2 separate regions of the Mus musculus genome follow, and region 2 is linked to region 1. A link is a contact called in public Hi-C data. All regions are on one chromosome and are shown on one strand. Each heading gives the region's core, a stretch centred on a gene start, on an enhancer-like site or on the middle of the called end of the contact. The rest is flanking DNA. Distances are from core to core; before and after follow the strand shown.

Region 1 (3,808 bases), core at 622-3,121:
TCAGCAAAATCTTGCTGGCATATGCAATAGTGTCTGGGTTTGGTGGCTGATTATGGGATGGATCCCCAGGTGGGGCAGTCTCTGGATGATCCATCCTTTCAATTTGAGCTCCAAACTTTGTCTCTGTAACTCCTTCCATGGGTATTTTGTTCCCTATTCTAAGGAGGAATTTAGTATCCACAAGTTGGTCTTCCTTCTTCTTGATTTTCTTGTGTTTTGCAAATTGTATCTTGGGTATTTTATGTTTCTGGGCTAATATCCACTTATCAGTGAGTGCATATCAAGTGACTTCTTTTGTGATTGGGTTGCCTCACTAAGGATGATATATCCTCCAGATACATCCATTGGGCACATCAGATCTCAAAGCAGAATCTATCCCATAAGATTGCATAGTGTGTGCAATGTTCTTTGAACACTGCTTGACTTGTTTAAATAATTTCAAGTCTCCAGATCCAGATGGAATAATATTTATGGGACATGAGCAATTTACAAAAAATTTTGTCAAATAAAGATTGATTTATTTTAATTTTATGTGTATAAGCACTTACTTGTGTGCATGTGCACGTGTGTGCACGCGCGCGCACACACACACACACACACACACACACACACACACACACACACAGTGTGCCTAGTGTTCATGGAGGCCAGAAAGGCATCTGCTGCAGGATTTTCTCTGTCCAATCACATTAGGGCACTGGGAGGCTTGTTTTTGGCCAATAGAAGGGAGGCAGAGCAAGGAGTTGGCAGAGAGAGAGGTCTCAGGAGGTGAGAGAGAACAAGAATGGAAGCCAATGTGATGTTATCAAAAGGTTAGAATAATTGGGTTAAAGCTTTATCATTATTATCATTTGGCTCTGAAATTATTGTATTGGCATCTTATAAATTGGGTTATTATTGATACATTAATCTGATTGGCTAATTAAGCATTAAGAGTCTTGATTCTACCGAGTAATTAGGTGTTGTGATGGCTAACCAGGGGTCTGTGGGGTGTTGTGTGAAAGTGAGAGGAACTCGGAGAATAGGGGGCATCCAAGAGATGGCCCGGTGGGAGCCAGGTGGCCTCACAGAGTCAGCGAGTTGGTGGGCTGAGAGACTGAGCAAGTGAGATAACCTGGTGCAGGGGCTAGCTCTAGAGAGTTGTTGGCAGTGGCAGGATTGAGTGTGTGGCCTGGCCCTGATGAGAGTTGGCAGGTTCATATTTTTTAATATTTCCTGCAACAGGCATCAGACTTGCAGAAGGGCTCTGGACTTACACACTACTGTGAACCAGCATGCAGGTGCTGGGAATCAAACTCATGCCCTCCGTGGAGCACCGGGTGTGCTTAACTGCCAAGCCATCTCTCCTAGAGGAATGGGTTTTAGGTTTAGATGCTTTTAAGAAGAAAGCCATTGGCACTGAATAGAAGACATGAGTGGAGATCAGCAGAGCTCTGAGAAGGGAGCAGAGGAGCAAGAGATCTCTGTGAGGGAAGGGGTCCTGAGGAATGGACACTCATGGCCACCAGGACAAAACTGCTTTTAGATACCTTAGAAAATGCATTTTGTTACACAGGCAATTGCCTGGCCCACCTAAGTAAGTGCAGTTTCGCTGGTGACCATGCCTCATAAATTGCTACCATCCCATCATCTGCCACTGCTGAGCAATTCTGTCTGAATAACCGAGGAATGTCCCGTCAACATGGCTGCAGGATGACATCTTCCTGACTGGGAAAGTTTTTATTGTTCGCCTCCCCTTGACGATCAGCTGCCAGATTCCTAGACCGACTTCCCACAGATGAGTTCTAGAAGCGAGTGCGAGAGGCACGGTGCCTTTTCATGGAAATCAATGGGGCCTTGACTTTAGGCCAAAATGGACTGGCAGGAGACTAACCACCTTTACTCCCTACAGGACAAAGGTCAAACGCTGTGTGACAAACAGCAAAAGGCTGTGGTCCCCAAGAGAAAGGAGGGACACAAATGAAGAGCCCAGAGAAATGTGCCGTGAAGGTTCCCCAGGTCCTGAGGAGCGGAGCGTGATGGGGCAGCACAGCCTGGGATCTTCACCATGGGGAGTCTGGCAGGGCCAGAGCTCAAGGTGATGAAGGCTTCTGGAGCAGAACTGAGAGGGTGGAGACAGCAGACGGGGAGACAGAAAGAGATCTGCACTTGGCTTTGTCTTTCTATTCTGTTAGTCACGCATCTGAAGAAACTAGCTATAGAGAACAAAGAGGCTCCAGAAATAAACTCCAGACTTATCCCCAAGGACCTGAGCACATTGTCTTTCCCTGGCGCCAATTCATTCTTGGGCTGCAGCACACTCTTGCTCGGAGCTGGAATCCCAGTTCACTTGTGGCCTCCCCAGGCCTAATGCTTTGACTGGACTCTGAATACCACTGCGATGTGCAGTTGCAGTGTATTAAAGTTTTTGTGCATGTGTGTCCCACCTCAGTAAGCGCGCTTCTCCTGAAGGCAGAGGCCATGCTGACTCTTTCCCAAGTGCGGCTATATAGCTCAGAACAAAAACAGTCCTTACTCGGGACTCTGCTTCTGCAACTTTGCCAACACCTCAAGTTATCATATTTAACTCTTCTCACAACACTTGAAAGAGGAACTGTAACGAGCCACTTATCGGTGAGGAAATATAAACAACAGAAGTTGCTGTTACTTAAAAGTTGCTGTTATGTGGCTTAGCTAAGTTATTTTGAGCTCAGGTATATCTACTCATGCAGTTTATGCTATTGGTTAGCATTTGTGAACTGGTTAAACATGCAGCGTTACGGTGTACGCAAACATACAAGTCTTCCTTATTGCCGGTGGCTCCTAGGATCTAGGATTCATTTTGGAAATCACGTACATTTACAACAGAAGCATTTGCCTAGACATTTCCCTCTAATTTGTGAAAGAAATCTTGAAATAGTCAGGTGAACATCCAAAGGCACCTGTACTTTGCCACGTGGCCCATTCAGAACCGAGGCGGGAGAAGTCACGCGGGGCCACGTGGCATCTTGACATTCCCACCCGTCCTGTTTGAGGTGCCATTGAAGTATCTCCTCCTCGGCTTACTTCACTTGCCTCACTCGAGACCCGCCTGACAGAGGAACGGCTTGCTTCACTCCAATAGCATCCGAGGGTCGAAATGAATGTAAAAACATCAGATTTCCCATGAGGCACTAGGTCTCGGTGTACAAGCAGGGGCCCCGGGCAAGCACTTAGGTAAGTGGTCTCAGTGGTCTGGCTTGTCCCTTGTGTGAGAGCTCTCAGGGTAGCAGGAGTGTGCGGGGTTAGAACGGATTTGTCTCAGTCTTAAATTCCTTAGCCAGAGAAGCACACCAGCATCCTTGGGCCTTACAAAATAAAATATAATACCAAACAAACAGAAAACCAAAATTCAAACACTCGAGGACATTCATCTGACCTTGCTCTTTCTGCAAACCACAGTGAGAAAAAGCAGGAAAATCACTTCCAAAATCTCTAGCTGTCCCCTCCTCCCCCAATCTCCAGGAGGTGGCAGTGAGCAGAATGTTCAGTGAATAAGGAAAATAAATAAATAAATAAATAAATAAACATTATTTTTCAAAATATATTTTTATAACACTAAGAGGCCATATTTTTAATTTCATGGGTTTTTTTTTTTTTTTTTTTGCTACAAAACATTGAGATATTCAGCAAATGATCATTGTAATCAACATTCAGGAATAATTAAGGCAACTGTGGTACTCTAGCTGTTTCTTTTAAATCCAATCCTGTGATCAGAAGGTACTGGCAGTGATTAGGTCTTAACCAGGACAGTATGTCTGTCCAGGGCTGAGCTATGAAGTGTGAGAGG
Region 2 (3,808 bases), core at 479-2,978, 290 kb after region 1:
TAAGTTTAAAACTGGTTCAGTTGTGGTTCTGAAATGATAGGAATGTGAAAGACTCTCTGACCCTGTCCTAATGGAAAGGTCAGAGAGACAGAGCACATGCACATGCACTGAGCACGTAGACAAGAGTCTTCAGACCTGGGACACAGATTAAAGTTACTGTGGAAGTGTACAATGCTAACCAGGGTCGGCGTGTGTGGCCAGCCACTTACCCTGCTGAGTCACCTCGGTAAAGTCGGCGTGGACGCTATCACAGTGGGATGCTTCTTGTTGTGTTATAGTTCACATAACACAGGGAGAAGTTTACTTTATTTTAAACAAACATTTTACCTTTTTTAGTGTTTCTGAAGCCAGAGCCATGACCTGACACCCTGATGCCTACTGCCAGGGCCTTTGTGGGACTGGCACATGCACCATGGAACTTAAAGTGTGGGTGGATGGCGTTCAGAGGATCGTCTGTGGCGTCACGGAAGTCACAACTTGCCAGGAGGTTGTAATAGCCTTAGCCCAAGCTATAGGTAAGTAAAAATTGGCAAGTCAAGAAAAATGGCACTTCACACTTGTCTGGAGTGTGGCGGGGCTGTGTGTGTGTGAGTGTGTGAGAGAGAGAGAGAGTGTGTGTGTGTGTGTGTGTGTGTGTGTGTGTGAACTACCTCAGCATCCTGATGAAAGTGTCAGAAAGATAACGTTTGGATTCAGAATTTCAAAGGGCTCGGCCCATCGTTTCTTGGCCTAAGACTCCTGGGGTGGAGAGGGATGGGTGAGAGGGGGAAGGGGGAGGGGCGAGGAGGGGGAGGGGGGGAGGGAGGAGGGAGAGAAGGAGAGGAAGGGTGGGCACACAGAGGCAGACAGTGAGAACATGCCAGGGGCAAGATATCTTTAAAAATCCCACCCCAGTAACTTGCTTCTTGTAGCTGGGTCCCATCTCCTAAAGTTTCTAGAACCTCCCAAAATAGAATCACCATCTTGGGACCAAGCAATAAACACAGGAGCCTTTGGAAAGACACTTTATGACTAAACTGTAGCATTCTGACATTCCCCCAAAAGCCTGAATGTGTACCTTGTAGTTCACAGTGCACTGAGTCTGCCTCAGTGGTCTTTACAGTTCAACATTGTTCAAAAGCCCCAGTTAAAAGTCTCTCGGAGACTCAGTGGACTCCTGGCTATGAGGCACTGTAGAAGTGAAAGACACATTATAAAATCACAGCATACAGTGCCACAGACTAAACATTCCTGTTAAAAGGAAAAGAGGAATAGGAAAATACCAAGTAAGTATTGGACTAAGGCTAGAGAGATGGCTCAGTGGCCAGAGAGGACCCAATTCAGTTCCTAGCACCCCTGTCATAAAGATCAACCACATGTGACTGCAGTGCTAGGGTGCCAGACACCCTCTTCTAGTCCCAAAGGTACACGCATGCATGTGGCACACACACACACACACACACACACACACACACACATATATATCAATAAAGATAAATATGATCAGAAACAATTGGTTCAAGGCATGACTAAACCCAGTAGGACAACATGGGATCCTGTAGTTGAGCTACAGCGGGCTTGGGGAGTCATGTGACCTCACTGCCTTCCCAGTGGCAGCTCACATTTCTAGCCTCCCCAGGAGCCTTCAGTGCAGGCTCCTCTTCACCCGCACAGCTTCACACGTTGACCTGTGAGTGCTCTTCAGGACTCTGACCCTGACACATGCTGCCTGGCTTCCCAGGCTTCTCCTTTGAAACCTGAATGGGCGTTTCCATCGCTCCACAACTCTACCCTCTGCATGCCTGTGAAGCCAGCACCACACGGATGATGCCAAACCTGCTGCCTGCCAGCCCAAGCATCCCAGCTTTGTCCCGCAGCTGCTCTGCCCTCTGAGTCCTTGGGCAGCTGTGCACAGTGGAAAGAAAGAGGAGAGTACTTTCTAGGCAGCTCTTTGTCCACGAGGCACCCAAAGGCTACGTCCTTCCAAGGGGGACCCCTTTGAAGGGATGCTACTGGGTCACACTCTTCAGTCTGTGAGGGTGCAGTGTGGCCACTTTCCATCGGGTACCCCCTGTCATCACAGTAGACGACTTCTGCACACTCTGGCAGCCACGCCTCTGTCTGCAGCACAGTCCTTTTCTAACCACTACACTGTTTTCAAAGCTTGCTCAGCTTTGTCCTTCCAGGTCTCACTGTAAGCCTGGCTCAGGGCCACTAGCACTACCTATGAATAGCCTGGATACTGTGCTGTCCTAAACCGCTCTCCACCGGATTAATTAGTCTACCTGTTTAAATCAGCCTCCCACGACTTCTCAAATTAGGAACAAAATGTAGACATTATTTGCTACAGCAGAACACAAATGACTTCTCTCCCAGTTCCCAATTGAGTTGTTCCCATCTGAAACTTCTTGAGCCAAGCTTTCATTGCCCACATTCTCACTGGAACTCTGCTCCCTTGAGCTCCAAGCAAAATCACCCATTAACTCACAGCATTGTAAGGGTTTCCTAGCCTGTTTCTCACGTCTCCTGAGTTCATCCCACTACCTACTTCCAAAGGACTTACAAAGCACATGGTCAGATACCATAGCAGCCTCCTACCCTCCAGTTCTCTGCGTCAGGGGCTTTACCTCGTTATCACCAAATGTCTGACAGAACAACTTCACGTGAGTGTTACCGGTCTGCTTCATAGGTTCAGGAGTATCCCTTTATCGTGGTGGGTAATCATATGGCACAGCTCACTCTTGGCTTACAGTTTCAGAAGTTTAGTCCATTGTCATCCTGGCAGGGAGCACGGTGGCACACAGGCTGGCATGGTTCTGGAGAAGTAGTTGAGAGATACATCATGATGCACGGGTAGAGAAACTGGGCCTGGCATTGGTTTTGGAAACCTCAAAGCCCATCCCCCGTAATGCAATTCCTCCAATAAGGCCACACTTAGTTCAAGAAGGACACGCCTCCTAGTCTTCAAACAGTGCCACTCCCTGGTCACCAAGCACTTAATATATGAGCCTATGGGGCCGTTCTTATTCAAACCATCATAGTGACCAAGTTTTAGAAAGACTACAGGAAGAGGCTAGGGCAGTTAGTCATCCCAAAGGACATGGTACCATAGACCAACTTCCTCCAATTAGGATGTATTTCCTGTCTCTTACCACTTCTCAATAATACAGTCATAAATCTGTCAAAGGATGAATCCATCCATTTGGTCAGGGCCCTAAGTATCACCTCTAGAAATACTGTCACAGACGCCACCAATCTGTACTCTGCTACTGTGGGCATTTCCTAATCTGTCAAATGGACTTTAACCAGTGTTTGTGAGTACACACTGCATTCTTTCATAGTGGGCTGGGCAACACAGCTCTCAGGTGCACTTTGCCTGTGGTATGTCATGTTATGAGCTTGCTCTCTGAACCTACCCCATGTCATTGACCTTGAACCTAGAGTCTGCACTGTCTGCTCCTCATGCTTATCTTGAATAGTAATTTTTTTCTTCTAATTTTGGATGTTTGCTTAAACCAGAACAGACTCCTAGTTCCCAGAACCCCCTCTTACTGTCAAATTCCGAATACATTTAAAATTAAAGAATAAAGTAAATTAGATAGTATGGTTCTTCATTAAACAGAAATGTATACTTAAAAAAAACTGTTGTAATAAAATGAAGTTGAACTTGCCAAGTCTGAGGTTCTACACACACACACACACACACATATAATCTTCACTTACATAAAAACTTTCTGTGACTAGGGACCCATCTGGGGAACCTAGGGACTCAGAAATGCTAAGCAAATTCTCAACCTGCTTGTTATTCTGGTTTTGAGACAGGGCACCA

What was found. Hi-C and Micro-C count contacts between places; a contact is called where the count stands out from the background.
Region 2: a Hi-C map of liver shows a contact between it and region 1, with 1.7 times the contacts expected there. The contact joins two enhancer-like sites. A contact is called at or near these places in 1 of 15 datasets of contacts at CTCF or cohesin (the NIH/3T3 cell line), 4 of 484 Hi-C or Micro-C datasets (bone marrow-derived macrophages, brown adipocytes, liver and 1 more), 1 of 115 datasets of contacts at active chromatin or transcription factors (astrocytes) and 1 of 9 other capture datasets (adipose tissue).

The regions. Positions count from the first base shown.
Region 1 is chr6:145,520,955-145,524,762 of GRCm38.p6, forward strand. All of the region lies in intron 2 of Gm38475 (a long non-coding RNA gene), which reads right to left. Among named protein-coding and RNA genes, the nearest start is that of Gm15499, 80 kb to the left of the region's middle. Within about 2 kb of position 1,872, at least 12 of the 459 cell types and tissues checked have an H3K27ac peak or open chromatin away from gene starts, as enhancers often do. A contact at or near this core is called in liver, where this site is marked.
Region 2 is chr6:145,808,048-145,811,855 of GRCm38.p6, forward strand. It overlaps Rassf8 (Ras association (RalGDS/AF-6) domain family (N-terminal) member 8), which reads left to right. Exons shown (of 5, transcript NM_027760.3): 2 at 337-515. The coding sequence starts at 413. Among named protein-coding and RNA genes, the nearest start is that of Gm38927, 32 kb to the right of the region's middle. Within about 2 kb of position 1,729, at least 7 of the 459 cell types and tissues checked have an H3K27ac peak or open chromatin away from gene starts, as enhancers often do. A contact at or near this core is called in liver, where this site is marked.